Linked DNA regions of Zea mays: region 1 is linked to region 2. The links are chromatin contacts, called in public Hi-C maps. All regions are on one chromosome and are shown on one strand. The core of a region is the stretch at or near the end of the contact, and the rest is flanking DNA. Distances in the headings are between cores, read along the strand shown.

Region 1 (4,363 bases), core at 708-3,207, 180 kb before region 2:
TTTTTGCCCCACGCGCGCCTCTTCTCTACCGAGTTTGCACACTACCGATAGCACGCCTCCCCTTGCCCCCTATCATCAGCGCCACACATCCCCATTGCCAACGCCGCACCTTCCCGGCCGCCAGCGTCGCACCTCCCTCCACCACCGCCGCCGCTCGCTAGCTTCCCCTGCCATTAACGCTGGGCACACATTTCTCGTCGCTGCCGCAATCACCTCCCCGGCCGCCAGCGTCGCGCCTCCCTTCACCACCGGCGCCGCTCGCTAGCTTCCCCTGTCGTTGGCGTCGGGCACCTGCCGCAGCCACCGACGACAGCTCCTGCTCCTCCATTTTCGCAGTCGTCACACGCGCCTTTTAAGCTGTTGAGCAGGATGGTGAGAAGCTATACCAGACTGTTGGCTTTTTTCAAGCTTCTTCAATAAATGACTTTTCTCAGTAGCTAAGTAAGCTTATCAAACGAAGCTCTTAAAAATGAGTGAATCCAAATGGGGCCTAAGTCCTCTAGGTATACATGTACATGTGGGCCGGCCAGGTCCGGCACGGCACAGGTCCACAAAAGCACGACACACAAAGGTACGACCTACAAAAGCACATATCTAATTATGGGCTATGCCGTGCCAGCACGTGTGCTCAGTCATCGGCCCACGGCACGGCCCACAATTAGTTATGTGTGTCATGCTGGCTCAAATAGCACAAAATACCTTAATGTGCCAGACCGGCCCATGTACATACAATAGTAATATATCAACAAAAATATAAAATATATATATGACCAAAATAAAACTAAGATGTTTTGGGAAGCACATTATAAAGCTTTGGTTAGAAAGAAAAAATATTACAAATAGCTCACAAATAATATTCAGTTATTTGTTTAGTGTTTAATTGAGTACTATACATTCATACAAAATACATATACAATGATCATCATCACTATTCACTATCCATATCTAGGTATTAGTTCTCGATAGCTTATTGAAGCTCTAGATTCTCCAAGTTATGCTAGTCATGTAGACTTTAATGGACCTTAGTTAAATACTGAGTCTATATTTAGTGGGTCTCGGTGGGCCTTAGTTAAATGGGTCGTGTCAGGCCGACCCATGGGCTTGACTTGAGGCCCAGGCACGGCTAATGTGGGCCGTGCCGGCCCAGGCCCACAATTAGATTGGGCCGTGTCAGGTATGGACCGTGCCAGAAATTATGTGTTTTGGGTCGGCCTATTAGGCATAGCACAAATGTACACCTATGCCTCTAGGATCTTGATACGGAAAAGTTTAAATGTTATTTATAATTAGGATCGTTTATTGATGGATCGGAAAATAACTATTTCTACAAGTTCAGTTGTGAGGTATAGTTTTACTTTTTTTTTGCTTTTAATGTAAAAATGAAAAGGCTACCTTCTGTCGTAGGGTCCCCAGCCCAACCCGGCAACCACCAATCCGTTGCCCGCGCCGGCCTGGTCCCGGACTAGGAAAAAAGCACCCGGCGACACGTGCCCAAAGCTTGGACACACTCACGTCACCGCACAAAACGACGCCTCCTTCGCTCCCTCTATTGCCAGATCCGAATTCGGTGGGCGCCACCTCGACCCACTGACAGCCTCCCCTCCCCTCGTCTTCTCTTCCCGGCTTGCAGCCTGTGCGGTGTGCAGTCTGCGCAAGCGGCCAAGCGCCACCAGAGAGCGGCCAAGCTCCCACAGCCCAACCCCTCCGCGCGCGTCTCCCGCCCAGGCCAACCAAACAAAGTCCGTTAGCCGCGACCGCGAGACCACCCGCCCGGGCCGCGGCGCAGGAAGCGCCAACATACCCCGCCGATAGGGCCCACGCGGCAGTGAGACGGGACGGGACGGTCTGCGCTGCGCACGCGGAGCTGGTCACACCTCACCTCCCTGGCTCCGCCTTCCCCTTCCCATCCCACCCGCGGTGGTTATAAGAGACCCCTCCGCCCCGTCCTCTCTTCTCTCCGCTCCACCCACTCCCGCTCTGCTCCCGTCGATCTGCCATCCTCTGCCTGCCCCGCTTGCTCCGCGCGTCTGCTCTAGTGATTTGAGACGGAGATCCGCCAGAGATCGAGGAGCCGGAGAGCGGCGTCGACGAGGGATGGACGTCCACGGCGGCGGAACGGGAGCCGGCAAGCTGACGCGGACGCCGTCCTCGCTGCTGCGCTCGCCAACGGTGCGCAACTGCTCCTCGTTCCAGGCCGTGGTTGTCGAGGACCCGGAGCCCGACGACAAGAAGGCACAGGCGCACCCCAAGCCTCCGCCCCACCACTTCCACCCCGGCGGCGGCTCCAACCACCCGCTGCTCGTCCTCGTGCTCCCGCTCGCCTTCCTGCCCCTGCTCCTCCTCCTCCGCGGCGGCGACGGCCGCCACCTCGCCCTCCTCGCGGCGTCCGCGGCCGCCGCGCTCGCCGCCGCCGCGGGGGCCGCGCGCCTGCTCCGGGGACGCCTGCGCCGCTCGCCGGGCTCCGGCTCCGTCCAGTGGTTCATCGGGGACGACGACGACAAGCCGCAGAAGCGGGCGGACAAGGCCGCCGCGGCGCCGCACGGCCGCGTCGTGCGCGAGGGCGTCGAGTTCTACAGCAATGGGGACTGCTACGAGGGCGAGTTCCACAAGGGAAACTGCAACGGCAGCGGCGTGTACAACTTCTTCGGCAAGGGCAAGTACGAGGGCGACTGGGTCGACGGCAAGTACGACGGCTACGGCGTCGAGAGCTGGGCGCGGGGCAGCCGGTACCGCGGCCAGTACCGCCAGGGGCTCCGCCACGGCCACGGCGTCTACCGCTTCTACAGCGGCGACTGCTACGCGGGCGAGTGGGCCGGCGGCCAGAGCCACGGCATCGGCGCGCAGACCTGCTCCGACGGCAGCTCCTACGTCGGGGAGTTCAAGTGCGGCGTCAAGCACGGCCTCGGGAGCTACCATTTCAGGTGAGCGCTTACCGAAAAAAAAATTCCTCGGCAATCGCTTGAACCGCGAACCCTCGGGTCGCTAATTACCGGTCTCGCTGCTCAAATCTGTTCCAGAAACGGTGACCGTTACGCGGGCGAGTACTTCGGGGACAAGATCCACGGCTTCGGCGTCTACAGCTTCGCCAACGGCCACTGCTACGAAGGCTCGTGGCACGAAGGCAAGAAGCAGGGATTCGGGATGTACACGTTCCGGAACGGCGACAAGCGATCGGGGGACTGGGATTCTGGGACGCTCAAGACCCCCTTGCCCCCGGCCGATCCTTCTGTCCAGCGAGCCGTACAGGTAAAACAGACAGCGGTTTTCCTGTGCGGCTAAAATCCACCCACCTTCCGTAAATCTTAACAGTGGCCGTTGCGCGTTCCTCTTTGTCCTCCCACCCAGGCTGCACAGCGAGCTGCAGAGAACGCGTTTCGCTTGCCTAGAGTTGATGAGCAGGTCCACAGGGCGGTAATGGCCGCGAACAGGGCGGCCACGGCCGCTCGAGTGGCGGCGATCAAGGCAGTCCAGAACAGGATGGATGGGAAGTTTTGTGAGACCTATGTGTGAATTGCTGTGTGCGAGACCATGTTTCGCTCTCTCTCTCTCTTTCTAACTGTACATTAGGGTAGTGAAGGACAATAACTAATCAGTGAGGTGAGACGACGACCGGGGCAGCACAACCGCGCGCTTCCGAGTCAGGGTTCAGCAACGAGACGACGGGAGCCTGTCTGACGAAGAGCGGAGCTGGCAGAAACCATTTGCGAGAAACGGCCATATCGCCATGGCTGTCGGAGGGGTTCCCTCGCACCTTTCCTTGCAACAAGCTGTAACTGTACATAGATCCAGGCGGTGTATCAATGGTGGAGAGCGAGTTTTTTCTTCTTCTTTCCAGTGCCCTTCTCAGTTTTCATTTACTCCTCAATTATGTCTCAGTAGGGGGGATGTGTGCAGGGCACTGGGGCCACTGCTTACAGTCACAGGAGTCTGTTAGCTTTGCATCTGCGTCTCCATTTCTCCAACCTAAATCTTGACCGCTTCTCCCATGTGCAGTGATTCTCCGTTTGCAAATGTACTTGGAGGTGCACATGGGGGAAGGACTGTAAATCTCCCCGCTTGTCCTGCCCTGCAATGCAACCCAAGCGTCTCTGGTCTGGCACAGATGGCATGAATAATTTCCAGTGGCCTGTTGTGTTGTCGATCCACTCCCTGCTCCCTACCTCCCTGAGCCCACTGTTTTCTGAAACCTAGAGAGAGAGAGAGAGCAATTCACAGCTTTCGGTCCCCTCACAGATCTTTGCACCGGGGGCGTGAATGCTGGAGAAAAAGGGTTCCGGATCGCGGAAATGTGAGGCTGGCACAACGCATTGTTGGTTGCCCTGGATCCCCCTGTTGCTTCAAATTTCTCGCATTATTATAGGAC
Region 2 (4,634 bases), core at 1,126-3,625:
CGAGCCCCGGGTCGGGCGAGGCGGAGACCATCGTCTGAGGCCAAGGCTGAGTCCGAGCCCTGAGGTCGGGCGAGGCGGAGTTCGTTGTCTTCCGGAGCCAAGGCTGAGTCCGAGCCCTGGGTCGGGCGAGGCGGAGTTCGTCGTCTTCCGGAGCCGAGGCCGAGTCCGAGCCCTGGGTCGGGCGAGGCGGAGTTCGTCGTCTTCCGGAGCCGAGGCCGAGCCCGAGCCCTGGGTCGGGCGAGGCGGAGTTTGTCGTACGAGGCCGAGACGGGGGCCGAGCCCTGGGGTCGGGCGAGGCGGAGCTTCCTATGGCGCCCGAAGCCGGACTTGGCTGCTGTCAGCCTCACTCTGTCGAGTGGCATAGCAGTCGGAGCGACGCAGGTGGCGCTGTCCTCTTGTCAGGCCGGTCAGTGGAGCGGCGAAGTGATTGCGGTCACTTCGGCTCTGTCGACTGAAGGGCGCGCGTCAGGATAAGGTGTCAGGCCATCCTTGCATTAAATGCTTCTGCGATACGGTCGGTCGGCGTGGCGATCTGGCTAAGGTTGCTTCTTGGCGAAGACTGGGCCTCGGGCGAGCCGAAGGTGTGTCCGTTGCTTGAGGGGGCCACGGGCGAGACGTGAATCCTCCAGGGTCGGCTGCCCTTGCCCGAGGCTGGGCTCGGGCGAGGCGAGATCGTGTCCCTTGAGTGGACCGAGCCCTGACTTAATCGCACCCATCAGGCCTTTGCAGCTTTGTGTTGGTGGGGGTTACCAGCTGAGATTAGAAGTCTTGGGGGTACCCCTAATTATGGTCCCCGACACATTGCATGGGATTATTTATTAATTTTGTTCTATTATTTTTATTAATGTTTGGTATTTACTTATATCTAGTAATTGCTAATAAAATTTTGACCAACTACTTAAAAGCAATGCTCAGCTTTAACCCATGTTGTTGATTAGCCTTACACATCACATGAACTCCCACATTTGGTGAGTTCATGCCACTGGTTCCCCACAACTTGTTGAGCTATGATCATGTGTGAACTCACCCTTACTGTCTCACACCGCCCACAGGAGAAGAACAGGTGGTTCAAGTGGAGCCACGTATCGAGGAGTTCGATTCGATCTAGGTGGTGTCTCCCAGTTGACTTTCCGCGCCAAGGATGGATTTTAGATCATGTTATATTTATCTTTTATTTTTGTAAGTCTTCCGCTATGTAATAAGTACTCTGATTATTGTGACATTTATCTCTATACACTCTGTTATTATATATGTTGTCTTCTTTGGCGCATGTATGAGATGCACCCGGCTTTGTCTCTTAAAACCGGGTGTGACATCAAAAGAAAAGTCCAACACTTGGTGAGGTGCACATGCAATACGCAAACACCAAACACACATGCCAGTATGTTTTTTATTTGTGGATAAGTATTTATTTGTCGTTTTGGTTTTCTCGCTAATGTGTATCATATCTTTTGTATAGACCTATCACTATCACTATGACAGATTAGAACAATATCACGATCCTTCCAACAGGCCCGAGTACTATCACTATGATTTGAGTCGAACATGTGAATATTGTGAAATAATTTGACCTACGTGTCGTTGCCTCGTTGGAGAGTTGTAAAAGAACTTGTATTTGAGTATTGCGAAGTTCGTTGGTTGTTTGTTGCATAAGAACTGGAGTTTGTGGTTGCATATATTTGTTGTATGTTATTTTGGTGAACACATCTCTTGTGGATCAATTAATATTTACCGTGCAATGTGAATTGAGCAAATTATAAATAAATTCTGTCAAAAAATTCCATTTTATGTAAAAACAGCGAAACTGGTTCGTTTCGTGGTAAACCGACGGTTTAGAGTGGTTTTTCGTCGTTTTTCACCGGTAAACCGGTCTGAATTCAAATTTATTTGAATTGGTACCGACCGGTTTTTACTAGTTTTCACCGGTTTAACGGCGGTAAACCGTTACCAGTGAGTAACAGTTTTTCTACCCGAGACAATTTTGTAAACCTGGATCGGACGCAGGATACTGGGAAAATGGCATAGGAATTCTACAGAAATTAGTTAAAAACATAAAAAACGTAGGATTCAGAAATTAGTAATTCAGTAATTCAGACATAGAAGGTCTAAACTTCAGTACCTTTTTATACTAATGAGTAATATAACTTTTAGAGTTTAAAGTAGGGGTTTTTTAATTTGGTGCCCTCAGTTTTGGTAGTGTGCTTACTTATACTTTTAGTCGTGTTTTTTCTCAGCTGTGTCCTTCTGTTCTATAGCATTGGAAGAGCACAACTGAGAAAAACACGATTAAGGGTATAAATAAGCATACCACCAAAACTGAAGGCACAAATTTAAAAAACCCTTTAAGGTAAGGGGGCCAAGGGCATCGGCTTCCGGTTTTCTAGTTCCAGGGTTTAAAGAGCTCGCCGAGCCCGTCGTGCGCCGGCCCAGCAAGAGCCCACTACTTTCCGCCATCGTCATCGCCGTCGACATCGCCGGCGCCGACCTCTCCGTCTCCGCGCGCGGCAATGGCATTCTCCTTCGCCTCGCCGCCGAACCCCTTCCAGACGCCGGCTGCGTCGAATCCCTTCCAGACGCCAGCTGCGTCCAACCCCTTTCAGACGCCGGCGGCGCCGAATCCGTTTCAGACGCCGACTCCGGCCACCTCACAGGCGCCGTCCCTATCGCCCTCGCCGTTCCAGTTCAGCTTCCAGCCGCAGCCGCAGCAGCAGCCACAGCAGCAGGTGGCGCCGGCGGCGCAACCTCAGCAGCCGCAGCCACAGCATCAGAAGCTGATGCTGTACACGACGGATATGAAACCCGCTGGGTACAACACCAAGTGGGAGGAGCTGCACGCCGAGTCGCAGAAGGCTTTGCTCCAGATCGAGTAGGGTTCTTCCTCTGAATATTTACTTTTCCCTTGTCTGCTTTTCTTGCAAAGGAGCGCGGTTATTGCTTAGATGGAATCATGGAACTCATTGTCGATTTAGACCCACAACTAGAATTGCTCCACCCAATTAGCAGAAGTACATGATTACTAGGCCAAATTAGTGGAATGTGCTCCCGATTGATTCTTTACGGTGAAATGAGTGTGATTTAAATTGAAGGTATTGGTAGATGACGTATCTAAGCTGTTCAGCCTGTTCTCTTCCTACATGGGGCTATTTTTTAAATTTGAGGCTGCTGCCATTTTCCATTGTAGTAAAGTTTTGGTTTCTGGACGGAATGATACATCTTGTATTCCATGATTAGATTTTCTGTTGAGGGTGGGCTTATGTTGTGTTTGATGTTCTCGAGGCAATCCTCAGAGTCTTAGCCTCAATGGTCAAGGGCTTGCAGTTCCTCTCCATTTTTTGTAATATGTTGCATACATTGGGTTTATTGGAGCATTTGATGTTTCAGTTGTGCACTATAAATTTGATGGTCCTTCTTCTCGAATGCTATACACCAATAACAAAGCAACACAATCGTTAATGGATAAGGACCTTCGTCCTTCGAAACATTATTTCCCTTCGGATATAATGATTTTTGGACGAAGGTCATATCTTCATCATCTCGATAAATGAATACATATAAAAAGACATAAAACATATAAGAATGTAAATAATGGCAGCATAGAAATGGATTATTAACATTCTTATTTCACTTTATAAACATAAATAAATGCTCATAATATTTATGCTTTATTGATACCTTCGTTTCAACAGAAGGTGATAATGTGAGGGACGCGGGAACAATTACAATGCAGCATGAACAGTGCATGTGTACTGTTCATCTATTTATAGGCACGTGACGCAGCCCGGACAAAATTACATTTGTGTCCCTGATAACTAATTATGATCATAATATAGACTAGCAAGGACCATACAGTCTTTTCCTCTTTAAGTCGGTATCGTCCTTCGTCTTTAGCATGACACCAAACCTAAGCTCTTCTAATTGTAGCTTCGGCTTATATCTTCATATCACATCTGTCCTTGTACTGTCCCGACGAAGGTGTTTTTGCTTAGACGACCTTCGGCGGAGAAGAAGACCCCCAACAAAATTGTTTCCATGATGTTTTTCTTCCTTAACTGTGGTTTTGCAGGGACAAGGTACGAGACTACAGAGACGAGTGTGAGAGGTTGGATCAGTGCAGTCGCCTTTATGACTCCTCAATCTCAAATGTAAATTTTGAGCTTGATGCAAGTCGGATTGTTCAGGTTCGGATATTTCATCAGGATCTTCACCTTTACTAGATTTTCTTAGCTTTTAGTGCATGATTGATTGTTTTTGTCACGCTCCACAATCCAGAAATCACTGTAGTCTTGGCTGATAGCATGATAGGCATTCTGAAAGAGCACAAAGTATTTTTCTAGAATTTGTTATATCATTGCAAACAGACAAGAGTCACCTGTAGACCTTCTATGAATTTTAAGGTTCATGAGTTAGTGATCTATATCTTTGATATAGTGTCCCCTGACCCCCCGACAACTGCAGACTTCAAAACCCTCTTCCATTTCTTTGTTAGGTGAATTTCTGAAAGATTAAACCTTCTCCACTTTCCACAAATATGTGATCTATCATATAAGTCTATTAGATATAGGCTTGTTCTAATGGTTTAGTTATGTCATGAACAAGGAAAACTTATGTTGCAACTGAAACTTCATAGAAGCTAG

What was found. Hi-C and Micro-C count contacts between places; a contact is called where the count stands out from the background.
Region 1: a contact with region 2 is called in a Hi-C map of bundle sheath, with 4 times the contacts expected there. The contact joins the promoter of LOC100273561 here to the promoter of LOC100194061 in region 2. A contact is called at or near these places in 4 of 25 Hi-C or Micro-C datasets (bundle sheath, ear, endosperm and 1 more).

What each region holds. Positions count from the first base shown.
Region 1 is chr7:130,368,128-130,372,490 of Zm-B73-REFERENCE-NAM-5.0, reverse strand. LOC100273561 reads left to right here and starts at 1,957. Exons shown (of 3, transcript NM_001147979.2): 1 at 1,957-2,921; 2 at 3,018-3,246; 3 at 3,346-4,028. The coding sequence starts at 2,095. The coding sequence ends at 3,510.
Region 2 is chr7:130,185,913-130,190,546 of Zm-B73-REFERENCE-NAM-5.0, reverse strand. LOC100194061 (nucleoporin p58/p45) reads left to right here and starts at 2,375. Exons shown (of 6, transcript NM_001139117.1): 1 at 2,375-2,866; 2 at 4,064-4,178. The coding sequence starts at 2,508.